Regions from separate parts of the Triticum aestivum genome. Here region 2 is linked to region 1. A link is a contact called in public Hi-C data. All regions are on one chromosome and are shown on one strand. Each heading gives the region's core, a stretch centred on a gene start, on an enhancer-like site or on the middle of the called end of the contact. The rest is flanking DNA. Distances are from core to core; before and after follow the strand shown. Region 1 holds the start of LOC123060419 (60S ribosomal protein L18a-like protein). Region 2 holds the start of LOC123060420 (probable galactinol--sucrose galactosyltransferase 2).

What was found. Hi-C and Micro-C count contacts between places; a contact is called where the count stands out from the background.
Region 2: a Hi-C map of leaf shows a contact between it and region 1, with 7 times the contacts expected there. The contact joins the promoter of LOC123060420 here to the promoter of LOC123060419 in region 1. A contact is called at or near these places in 4 of 5 Hi-C or Micro-C datasets (leaf, root and an unstated tissue) and 1 of 1 datasets of contacts at active chromatin or transcription factors (leaf).

What each region holds. Positions count from the first base shown.
Region 1 is chr3A:81,486,041-81,488,740 of IWGSC CS RefSeq v2.1, reverse strand. LOC123060419 (60S ribosomal protein L18a-like protein) reads right to left here and starts at 1,336. Exons shown (of 5, transcript XM_044483132.1): 1 at 1,087-1,336; 2 at 368-508; 3 at 1-39. The coding sequence starts at 377.
Region 2 is chr3A:81,866,036-81,868,735 of IWGSC CS RefSeq v2.1, reverse strand. It overlaps LOC123060420 (probable galactinol--sucrose galactosyltransferase 2), which reads right to left and starts at 1,300. Exons shown (of 8, transcript XM_044483133.1): 1 at 993-1,300; 2 at 651-894; 3 at 84-328. The coding sequence starts at 841.

The sequences.
Region 1 (2,700 bases), core at 87-2,586:
CAAGACACCCTTGACAATGGCAAAGATCATCCGAGCTTGCTGTGCAATGCCAAGTGTGATTCAGATTAAGAAGTAATCATATAAACAAAACTCAAATAATGCACATCATGATCAAGCTAAAGCCCTAATAAACAGAGAAAAAACTGTAAACTCTGAATCATAATTAGGTTGAAACTTGATGATGTTTACAACTATAAAGCTACCACACATGCCAACATGATGTAATAGGAGTTACTGGAAAAAAACAGTTTATTTTTACAATGACAGGCTGAGGGTTATGTTCTGCTGCATAACGTAAGGGATCTAGCGGCAAAGGAAAACTTAAGTTTAATTCAAAAGATAGATACAAGGTTGGAAAAGCAGTTACCTTCTCCCATTTAATCTAGAGCTGCTTAGGGAAGATGCAAGCTTAACACCAAGTTGTTGCAGATTGCTCCTTGCTGGAATCAGCTCAACAAGTCTGATCCAAGGAATAAAACAGAACAATATGCAGCTTGGCACATAAATCCTGCAAGTGCGTCAGATTGGTCAGCTTGCCGCATCGGAGAGAAAATTATATATACAATGTAATCTATGTATAAACGCCCATATCAGACTAGTTGGTGGGGACAAATGTTGTGAGCAATTGCAAGTATTCTTTCATGGCAAAGAGAAAAGTAGTGACCAGCAGGTGCCATGTCCAAAATTCCAAACATAAGCATACAGAAGTCGGCGGTACAGTGGTTCTTTACTCAGGAGAGCATGTAATTCCGAGCTATTATTGTTCTCTGAACTCTAATGCTCCAACCCTCGTTAGTAGAACACAAACAAATCTAGACGAATTCATACACTGCGGCCGCGCTACCGGCCGCCTCAGATCGGTCTCGCGCGCTGAAGAAGCAGCTAAGCTAGCCAGACCAGACAAATCGGCAAGAGCACCAACCAGTCTACCACGCAGCAGACGGACGAATCCGCAACTACCTCGACGGGGATTCGGGTTTCGGTCGCCGGCCGCCACGCAGCAAAAGGAAGAGGCGACCCGCGAGACGAACTCCCACACAAATCCATATCAAGATAATCCAATCGGGAGAGGATAGGGTTCCTTACCCGCAAAGAGAAGAAGCCGATTCGCGCCAGCCAGGTCCGCGTCGCCGCCGGCGGGGCAAACCGCGATGGGGGGAGGGGAGAACGCCAGAAGAGGCGAGAGGGGAGAAGAAGAGTGGACACGAGGAGAAGGCCCGTAGTATTTGTGTGGAAACCGGTAGGGCGCCGGTGCGGGTCTCGTGCACCTACCGCCACGCTATGTGAGATTGTGAGCCAGACGATGGATGGAGACACGAGGGCGGCCCTTTTTAACACACGGATAATGACCCGTTCGTCGTCGACAATAGATAGATAGATAGATAGAAGAGGTCACCCCTCAAAAAAAAAAAGATAGATAGAAGAGGGGGAAAAAGTCCTTTTGTGTCAAAATACCACGTTATATTAAAAACACATGCACATGTACCTTTAAAACCGTGGTTTCATCAAAAGACGACCAACGTCACTCTCTCGTGGATTGGGAGACTGTCTACCACCAGCCCCAATCCCCTTGTGGTTTGGGCTCAGTGGTACCCTCCGGCGTTTATTGGATTTGGCTGCAACGGACGGGTCATGACAGGTCGTGGATGAGCTTCAAGCTTCCTTGCTCTGATGCTGATAATCGACGACTTCATTGTTTTGATGATGACAATAACCCTCGGTGACGGAAACAAGGCCTTATTTTGGCATGGCAGTTGGAGAAAAGGAGGAGGCCTTTCGCTAAAGTTACCTTGAGCTCTTCAATATCGTGTCGCTCAGAGGTTAGTGGTTAGCAAATAGATTTTGCATAGAAATTGAATTAAGTCGGTTGCAAGAATCAACATGTCGACACGGATCCTCCTGTCCATTGACTTGTGTTAACCTTGAAAGAGATCATCCTTGACCGCCAAAGGTGTGTTTCGATTATTTACCTCTAGACCCCTTCCACGGAGTACTTTCTCGGCTCAGTCTATAAACCACAATTCCATAGTGTTGGAAATATGCCCTAGAGGCAATAATAAAAGCATTATTATTATATTTCCTTGTTCATGATAATTGTCTTTATTCATGCTATAATTGTGTTATCCGGAAATCGTAATACATGTGTGAATAACAGACATCAACATGTCCCTAGTGAGCCTCTAGTTGACTAGCTCGTTGATCAACAGATAGTCATGGTTTCCTGACTATGGACACTGGATGTCATTGATAACGAGATCACATCATTAGGAGAATGATGTGATGGACAAGACCCAATCCTAAACATAGCACAAGATCGTATAGTTCGTTTGCTAGAGTTTTCCAATGTCAAGTATCTTTTCCTTAGACCATGAGATCGTGTAACTCCCGGATACCGTAGGAGTGCTTTGGGTATGCCAAACGTCACAACGTAACTGGGTGACTATAAAGGTAGACTACGGGTATCTCCGAAAGTGTCTGTTGGGTGACATGGATCAAGACTGGGATTTGTCACTCCGTATGACGGAGAGGTATCACTGGGCCCACTCGGTAATGCATCATCATAATGAGCTCAGAGTGACCAAGTGTCTGGTCACGGGATCATGCATTACGGTACGAGTAAAGTGACTTGCCGGTAACGAGATTGAACGAGGTATTGGGATACCGACGATCGAATCTCGGGCAAGTAACATATCGATAGAC
Region 2 (2,700 bases), core at 51-2,550, 380 kb before region 1:
CAACTGAATTCAGCAACGGCTCCAGTGCAAACACAACCACACATCAACTAATCTGGTGACAAAAAAGAGCTCCTGATCATTACCGCTCTCGATGCAGATATGGAGCTGGTCTTGGTCGTTGCCCTGGAGCACCGTGCGGAACTGCCCCTCCAGCAGCGGCAGCATCACCAGGTACACCGGCTCGCTGTCGCCGTCGTCGTTGCCGGCGGCGGCAGGGACCTCGATGAGGATGAATTGGGTCTCCAGCGGGACGTCGCGGCCGGAGGTGCCCATCCGCTGCGTCATCCACCACAGCTTGAACCGGAACAGGCACATGAACCGGCAATCGCTGCAGCATCAACAATTTTTCCAGCGAAATGTAAATTAACCTCAGTCGAAAAGCTATGCCAAAAATAAACTGCTGTAACAAAATTCATAAAGAAAACTGGAGTATGGTTTTTTTAGAAGAAATGAACTAATGAAAACTGGAACTGCTCAGAAATCAACTTCCTAAAATTTGACAGAAATCCTCAAAAAACAATTGATAGGAGAAAAAAAAAGGTCAGAAATCCATGGTGCATTCCAGAGTTTGCCCAGGTGTTCATCCACCTTCCCCGCATTTATCCACCACTATCTCTTTTCCTCAACAGACACGGACAAAGAATACTGACCGGAGAGTCCCGAAGGTGAAGACGTGGTGGCTCTTGGCCTCGCCGGCCGTGGCACCCACGAAGGCCCCGTCGACGAGCCCGGCCCCGGCAGCATGCGCTGCGGTGATGTTGTCCGGCACGCCGGAGAGCACCGTCCGGCCGCGGACCTCCAGCCTCCCGTCGCTCACCGTGATTTGCGGTGTCACCGTCATCTCGGATAACCAAATTCAAAGGACCGCCCCTTCTGCAGCACAAGAACAGCAAGCTGAAACGGCCGGCGTCAGCATCCAGCAAACGACCAAAGCAAAATTCAGACGAATCATTCACAGATAGAGATGCTGACCAATCAAGGAGAACGCGTACCTTGCTTCGATAGATACCGGACGATGGTATATGATAAGAGTGATAGGGAGAGCTTTGCGTGCGGGTAATTGAAACTAGTAGCACTAATCTAATGATATGATAAGATGGTGCGGTGCCCTCGCCGGAGAGGGAGATGAAGGGAGGGAGGGAGGCGATGGGGAGAGGAGGGGTTTATATAGTCGGTCGGGAGGAGGGCGAGACGTGCGTGGCCGGCGACACGACATCCACACGCGGCCCATTCCCATTCGGGGAAGAAGCCCAGTCGCTGGAGAATTCACATGTTTCTTCGACTCTGTACGCCTAAAATTACGCCTTTTCCGGTGAGGTCTCCGTTTCTTTGTGTGGAAGATTGCACGGTATGGTCCAGCTGCTACGATATCGTGGACGATCTGACGTGTCCCAGTTCGATGTATATCTTTCTTGGAAGAAAGTTAATTGTGTAAACTATGCTACGCCTGGGTTGTTGCTTGTGTGTTTCCTGTTGCCGGCCGAGCGGAACAAATGACACGGACAGTCTTGGTCTCGGAACATTATCCCTCTCTTGGCTCCCGACGTCCATATCTTTTTTTTGGTGCTGCTCAAGCATTTCAATTTTCGTGTTCCAGATTTTCCACTGAAGATTGGCCCAATCATTCGAGGGCGGATGACGCCTCAAGAAAATTATCTAGAAATATTTACATCTTTCCCCCGAAAAGAGAATGTTTATGTTTATAGTTTTGAAAAATCGGATCATTTGTATATTTTGTTGAAAGCATATATCTATTTTTATTCCTTGTTTGTGTGCCCTCCTAACATTTTACGGTAGATATGTCTACGGCATGTGTTTTTACAGATTAAAAACCATATGATGATCAGAGTGCATGGTACTCCCTCCGTTCCAAATTACTTGTTGCATGTATGGATGTATCTAGATGTATTTTAGTTCTAAATACATCCATTTTTCCGACGAGTAATTTGGAACAAAGGAAGTACATAGTTAGCATCTTTGTCGGTGAGTAGGGATCCTCACTCGAAGAGAGAGGCGGCACAAGGGCATATAAACCTTATTACCGGCCTAGGTGTCTAAGGGCTTTCGTGTTCCGCACCACACTCCATCACAATAGACTCTCGTAAGGGGTAAGGGCTAGGGGACCTACTTTAGGGATTTTATGGTTGATGGGAGATTTGCACCTCATTACTGCATGATCACTTGGTTATATCATATCTTTTGAAGATCGGTATTGAACTATCAACCTAGGGTCGGTTACATAAGGGCGGCACAAGCTCCCTCATGGGGCAGAAGATACTTGGGAGCTTATTCCCACACCCTAGCTCAGTAGATACGAAAATGCCATTGTAATCCTCTATATTCAACAATAAAGATAGATAGGCAAGAGCTATTACCCATACAGGGGCTTGGACCTAGGTAAAGCCACCGCATCACCATCGATCAATCATCGCCTAAGAGAGTGCTTCGAGCACCACCCCTCTCTCCGCATTGTTTCACGACAAGCATTAAAATCATAAGATCAACAAATCATTATTTTTTTGATAATTATTGAGTTTGTATTTATACACATCATTTCATGAGGGTTCAAAGATCTTTTATTCGCATGTTTCATGACAAACATCAAATCGTAAGATCAGCAAAATATTGTTTTTTGACAGTTATTGAGTTTGTATTTATACTAGTAAATGCGCACGTGCAATGCACGTTAAATATTTAGGC